Regions from separate parts of the Mus musculus genome. Here region 2 is linked to region 1. Evidence: chromatin contacts called from public Hi-C data. All regions are on one chromosome and are shown on one strand. The core of a region is the stretch at or near the end of the contact, and the rest is flanking DNA. Distances in the headings are between cores, read along the strand shown. Region 1 overlaps Rims2 (regulating synaptic membrane exocytosis 2). Region 2 has its middle 11 kb from the start of Dcstamp.

The links. A called contact is a pair of places that touch in the nucleus more often than the background predicts.
Region 2: a Hi-C map of bone marrow-derived macrophages shows a contact between it and region 1, with 3 times the contacts expected there. The contact joins two enhancer-like sites. A contact is called at or near these places in 3 of 39 promoter capture datasets (liver, macrophages and pre-B cells), 4 of 484 Hi-C or Micro-C datasets (bone marrow-derived macrophages, cerebellar granule neurons and embryonic stem cells), 2 of 115 datasets of contacts at active chromatin or transcription factors (both in embryonic stem cells) and 1 of 9 other capture datasets (macrophages).

Annotation. Positions count from the first base shown.
Region 1 is chr15:39,609,430-39,612,885 of GRCm38.p6, forward strand. All of the region lies in intron 21 of Rims2 (regulating synaptic membrane exocytosis 2), which reads left to right. Among named protein-coding and RNA genes, the nearest start is that of Dcstamp, 130 kb to the right of the region's middle. Within about 2 kb of position 1,967, at least 7 of the 459 cell types and tissues checked have an H3K27ac peak or open chromatin away from gene starts, as enhancers often do. A contact at or near this core is called in bone marrow-derived macrophages, where this site is marked.
Region 2 is chr15:39,733,582-39,737,037 of GRCm38.p6, forward strand. No RefSeq gene overlaps it. Among named protein-coding and RNA genes, the nearest start is that of Dcstamp, 11 kb to the right of the region's middle. Within about 2 kb of position 1,895, at least 78 of the 459 cell types and tissues checked have an H3K27ac peak or open chromatin away from gene starts, as enhancers often do. A contact at or near this core is called in bone marrow-derived macrophages, where this site is marked.

The sequences.
Region 1 (3,456 bases), core at 717-3,216:
AGCCTGGACAAGTACCCTAAGCATTTGACCTGAGAGTCCAGCTCCCTCCAGGACCTCTCGGTCAGGAGATGATGTCAGTTTCTATGTTGATTATTTCCTAACTCCCACTCCTTGTCCTCTAGACAAAATCTTTGTCCTCTAGAGACATAACGCATTTATAAGATAAGGACTTTCCTATGGCACTGTGTAATTCATCTTTAAACTGTGCCATGTTCTCTCGCTTTTGTCATTATTTATAATATTCTCTTCCCTGTGTATCATCATTCTTATCCATGATTCAACACATATGTTCATTAAAAGCTTTGTTGATCTCTTATTTTCAAGTCTCCCAGCAGTAAAATCTTTTAGTGCTGAGTCTTGTGTGTCTTCTCTCTGGGTGTTTCTTGGAGGAAACTTAGAGTGAACCTCTAAGTGTTTCAGTCACTTAATACATGCTCTATATAATGACTCATTGGTCTTTTTTTTCCTCACTGCAGAGCCACAACTACCAGAGGCCCAAATGGAGTCTATACACATTAGAGAAAGACGTTCTTCTGCATAGATTGTTAGAAATAAACATTTGCTTCGAATGGGCTGACTAGAGGAAACTCTGTTTGAGTGGAAAACAAAACAAAACATTGTTTGTTCCCTTCAGTTTCAGCCCTCTTGTGCAGGACCATGGAGCACAGACACCAGTTCAGCCCCCACTCATTCCCTTGGGACCTGACCTCAAGTAGGTGCATGGAGGTATTCGCTAAAGGAATCAGTTAATTCTCGCCAAGATGTTAGCCACAGTCGAAACTAGCTGCATAAGAAATGTGTGATGGCCAATTATTCAAGGAAGAACAGAGAAAATTAAGTCATGTCTCTAAGGATAATAAAGTATTAGCTAATACAAAAATACAGTGCTTATAAGATATGTCATAATAAAAACATTTTAAAATTCTAACTCATAAACTTTGTCCTTAAGTTAACAATGAATGAGAACAATGACACTTCTTATTCAAATATGAAAATATTAAATGTAGTGTTGTGAGAGTGTGGTATGCTTGTGTTTTGTGTGTAGGTACATGCTTCTGTGCATATATGTGTGTGGACCAAAGGCCAAAATCAAGTGCTTCTCTCTACTGCTTTCCTCCTCTTTCTTTTTTTCTTTTTTCTTTTTTGAGACAGTGTTTCTTTCTCATCAGTTCATCTAGGAAAGCTTCCCAATGAGCTCAGGGATCCACCTGTCTCCACCAGTCACCAACCCCAGATTCACACTACCAATGTCCAGCTCATATGTGTGTTCTCAGGTCCTTAGGCACTTACCTAACCGAGCCACCTTCTTGGCCCAGGATTTGTCCTTTGGAGCTGATCTGTCTATAGACCTACCTATCTACCTACCTACCTGCCTGCCTACCTACCTACCTATCTACCTGCCTGCCTGCCTGCCTGCCTGCCTGCCTGCCTGCCTGCCTGCCTGCCTACCTACCTACCTACCTAGTGAAAGAACACAGATGGCATCTGGGAAAATATATCCAATATAATAGATGATATTGGAAGTTGTCATCTAAGAATGGCCAAAGTAAATAGTTGGCAAACATGACCACTCCCAGGAACAGTGGTCTAGCAACTCAGGAGTCTGAGACCAGTGAATTACCTCATTTCATGGCATAGGGTCATGTAAGTAGTCAAGCCAGGATGACCTCAGTGCCAAAAATAGTAAGGAAAGGAAGAAGAAGAAAGGAAGTGAGCCATGAGGAACTAATATGAATCACAAGTTCATGTTATTTTTGTTAAATAACTGTTTACAATCATGGTAGAGAGGATGTATTTTTCTAATAGTTTAAGGAATTAAATTATATTTTCATAATATAAATTCTATTTTGAATTTTTATAAATTCAAAAATATGAGATTAACATATAGACTAATTTTAAATAATTGTAAGTGTTCAACTGTAGGGTATTCCTAATTCTTTACTGATTTAGCCTTTAAAAAGAAAGGTCTCTTTAAAGAGGGTATTTATGATCTCAGAGATCAAATACTAGCACTAGATCCCCAAGTCTTCTGGTAGAACAACCTGTGTAGTCTGTGTTCTCATAGTGTCATTATTCAGGGTTCAGCTTAATTATCTCCTCTTCAGAGAAATCTTCCTAAATTTTCACCTAAACTTTCTAGATCATCATTGCCTATATTATGTGTATTTTTCCTCATCTCATACCACTGGTTGATATGATCATTCATTTATATCTTGCCCCATGGAATCATAAATGGAAGGATCATGAAAACAAGGGCATTCTCTGCTACAGCTCCCATGCAGAGCACAAAGCCAGCCATACACCCACTACAAAATAGATTTTAAGGAGATGATCAGTCCAATAATATTAAACCTTAAACTTTAAGCTTTTATCATAACTAAAATCTAAGAATTACTGTAAGAATTTTTCTCTATACTTCAGAGAGAGTTTCTTCCATGCTTGATTTTATCAGGGTTTCTGGATATGCTGAGAGTTGAAATCAAGAATTCTTTCCTCTTGTTTTATTTTTATACACACACACAAACACAAACACACACATATACCTATACATATAAACCTATTATCAAGCTGTGCCTTGCCAGCTGATAATGCCCAGGAGGTTAGCTAGACCCACTTGCATTTTGTTCACTGTGTGTCTTTGCTCAGCTGCCCTTTCTACACTCCGCAGTTTCTGCTGCTGGGCCTTCCATAAAATACACTACTCACTAAGTCTTTACATTTCTCCTCACTTCTCGGAGGTACACATGATAAAACATTTGTTCTCATGTGAAGACTTCTTATTTGCAGTGGTGTTAAATGGTAATTCTGAGACTAAGCCACTTAGCTGTATTCTTTAAACTTATCAATTGATATATTTGATTTAATATACTCACAAATCTTTATATGTATGGATTTTTTGGACAATATTTACAGATACTTTGTGGGGAAGACATATTACTTTCCTCCAATAATACTAGATTTTTAATTTTGTTTCATAATGCACCTTAACAATTATAATTTCATTGTAAAACTGATCATTTCTATTGACAATTTTATATTCCATACCTTAAAACCACAAAATATGTAAAGTTGGCATTTTCTAAAACCAAAACTTAGGAAAAACAAAAGCCATATTTAAAAATATGGAAACTTTGTCTGGAACTGAGGACCCTGAAATTAATCATTTCAGTTTAATAACAGCACAGGAATGGCTGGAAAGCCATGGTCGTTAACTCAGGGAATGAGCAGAGGTTCACTGCCTTTGCACTTAGGTAAAGAAAATTTACTGTTGGTCCCTGCTTGCTCTTTCCTTATGCCTCTCCTAACTTATTCTATTCTGTTCTGTTCTGTTCTATTCTATTCTATTCTATTCTAGTGTTGTTACTGCTGATTCTTTTTGTTTATTCTGAAAAAAAAACAGAATAGAAAAAATGAACATTAAAAAAATACTGCTTGAAAAAGGTTAAAGCTACTTTT
Region 2 (3,456 bases), core at 645-3,144, 120 kb after region 1:
TCTTAATACGAGTCTAAGGGCCCAGCCTCCACGTGCTCTTGACATCACCCAGGAATTGTCAGGCTGCAGATGCTGAGGTGGGACCTGGATGGAGGTAAGTGAGGAGGGGTAGGCAGGCAGAGGATAGGCTAAAGGATAAAATGGCTGCTGCAACTATGCAAGAGGAGGATGCTGGGATGCAGGAGTCTCGGAAGTGCTGGAGGTCTATAAAAGTGTCAGGTAGATCTTGCATTGTTCCAGGAGATGACGAATGGTTCTAACTGTTGGAGCTTTGGCAATATGGCTATGACTACACTGACCTCTTGGAACCCCATGTGCTCAAACTTGAAAAAAAAAGGCTACTGATGTAGAAATGCATCCTGTCAGCCCCTGCCCTATACACACACAGTGTCTGCAGAAGTGGTCCTGGCACCCAGGCCAGGACACCAAGCATCAAGACTGGTGGAGGCCTGGGAGGCAGACCCAGCCGGAATGTCAGGCTCCCAGCAGGCATGCAGAAGCTCTCACTCCTTGAACAATTGTTTCCTATCACTGTTTACTTTTCTCCTTGAAAAGCAAGCTATGGAGTGAAGGAAAAAAAAAAAAAAAGAAGTCTCCAAAGTCCATTCCAATCCACCTCCTCTGCAGCCTAATTTCCATTCTAATGTTTGTGTGGTTCCCAGTGGCCCTGGGCACTCATTATTCTCCCGCTGTGTCTGTTGCTGTTCCCCCAACCCAGAGTCTGCTGTCTTGTTAGGGGCTGCATGGACTCATTTAGGGACTAGAGATAGGATAGCAGAGTTAGGGTGTCTAGGGAGAGGTCCAGGAGGAGTCTGGTACCTTGGGAATAATCTTAGTACGGCTTCATACATTCTGGCCCCCAAGGTGGGCTCCCTGTAGCTTCGTGTGGCTGTCACTTGGACACCAGAATTTGCACTCTATGCTGGTGCTTGAATGACATGTTACACCCTGGATGAAGGAAGGGTAGGTGTGGGGCATAGAAATCTGCTAATCTGAAATTCTGCATCATGCCTGTGTTGAAGGTGATGCTCTCTTTGTTGATAACAGCTCCTGAGCCAAGAGCATGCCTGGGTTTGAATCTTAAAGCCACTCCCTGTTTGCTGTATGACCTTGGACAATTAGTATTACCTCTCTGCACCCCGGTTTGCCGAACAGTTTACTGAACACCAGTAGTATAGAACCTTATCACTAAACAAATCAGTAGACACAGTTTCCTGGAAGGACCGTGGGCAGTTAGCATCATCAGTGTTAGCTGAACTTAATTTCGTTGAATCAGATGCCTTCTGGGACATGACAGGGTGCAAGGGCTGGAAAGGAAGTCACCAGCATGTCCGGCAGTATGTGCGCTATTATCTTGCTGCAGTGTTTATAGTCTGTGGCTGTCAACTCCTGCTACACTGGATGCCAACTTAGAATATTGGGTGGACCTGTAGATCCCTCCACTATTTCACAGGCTGCATCCATACTATTCCAAATCACCTGATCTAGTGACTCAGCAATCTGACTAGTTTCTGAGGAAGACAGAAGAGCAGGAGGGCACAGAGGAAGGCACAGCTATTCTGATTTTCCTCAGATGGGTTTGGACATTGGGCCAAGACCACAGCCCTGGCAAGCACCGAGTATTCATTTATATCACATCAACTGGAGTCCCAGGGCTTGCCCAGAATCCTGTGCTGCCCTTCAGAAGCTTGCCCTGTTTCCAGGGCTCGCTCTGTGCCATCCAAGCTCAGGAGCAGTGGGCGGTCGGGATGGTTCTACCAGCAAATCTCTGAAAACAGAACTGAGGCTGTTTCATAATCTGCAAATGCTGGATGCGGTCCAGAGAGAGGGAAGCTGCCCTACTTAAAAAGGCTTCAGAGAAGCAAATTCCCAGCGCATTGCAGACCTGGGAAGAGCTGCCACCTTCAGGCCAACTGAGGATGACAAGTCCCCTAAATGTGTTTAGGCCAGGTATCTCCCAGACCAATGCTGTGCCCACTGGCAGGCAAGGAGCCTCAAAGCCAAGACAGAGTCTACTGCACCTTTTTGGCTGCTTCAGTCTCTTTGCTTCCCTCCACATGTGAAGACAGATTCTATCTGCCCCCACTGAGCTAGGTCCCCAGTAAGAGGACACAACTGCTTCTAGCTGATATCCTTTTACATCTTTAAAAACTTGTTTTGTAGAATGTCACCGGTGGCCTTAGTCTATGGCTGCTCTGCAAGATGAAAATGCCAGTCACAAAGAGATGCAGGCTGCAGATGACTTTAGCAAGCTGGAACAGAACTGAAAAGGCTGTGCTCACTGCATGAGGGTGGGTAACTGGATCAGCAACTTCCTGGCTGTGTGCTGCCCCCCAAATTGCTTAGAGCCATCTATGCCCCGAAGCCTCCAGCCATCAAACCACCAGGCTCTTCCTTGCCTGTAGTTTTGCTCGGAGTCTGTGCTATTGTCAAGGAGCAGTAGTTCTAAGCTGGTTGTCCTGAGTCAGGGACACGGAGTTGCTGTTCCGGGTGGACAAGTTTGGCTAGGGTAGATGTAAGGGGTGTTTGGTGTTGGGCCTCCTGGTCGTCACAGCTCTCTCGAGTCCCAGGCTTTGCTGTGTGTGAGCTTGCCAAACTCAGCAAAATCAGAATTCTCTGGAGCAGAAAAGAACAGAGCACTAAAGGCCACATGGGAAACAAAACAGAGGAGCTAGCCAGGGAGCTCAAATCACTTGTCCAAAGATTCTTAGGTTGCTGACTGAAGCTGCTGCCGATGCCACACTCTCTGGGCACCTTCCTGGCAGTCCTCTCAGGCAACCTCTGCTTAGAGACTTGCTTTTTACAGAGACAGTGGAATCTCTTACTGGGGTGATCGCAGAGGCAAATGTGGGAGCTTCAATACATTCAAACACTCGGATGGGATGCTGTGTTATATGGAAGGGCTAAGGATGGGAGCACCTATGGACAAGGGGGAGGGGAGGCTGAACGATCCTCAGATCTCATTAGAGGCCTCTCTTCTGGTACAGCCTCTCTACTGCTACCTGGCTGCCAGATAATGGGACGAGGAAGAGAAACTTCTGATTCGAAGCTCAGCTGTGGGTGCCTGGTACCTCCTTCTTGCACAATTGAAGAGAGGTCAGATAACAGAAGACCCCCTCTCCTCTAAAGTGCCCATTTGACTGTGGGGTCCAGCTGTCCTCCTCAGGGCCATTACTGAGGAAAGAGAGGAATTCCAAAAACAATGTGTTCAGTCAGACAGAGCAGGCTGTGATAGAAGGGGGCCATCTGAATGCCTGGATTCCTTCCTATCTTGGCACAGCTCCAAAGAGCCTGCATCCTACCCTAATGATGCCCCGTGGACTCTTGTAAATAAAATCTTCACAGTTGCAAACATAAAGAAAGCAATTTCTCTGATACCCAGTTCTCCCAAATAATTTCATTATTCAAACTCAACATCCAGAACTACAGGTCTAAAGCAATGAATGAAGTGTTGAA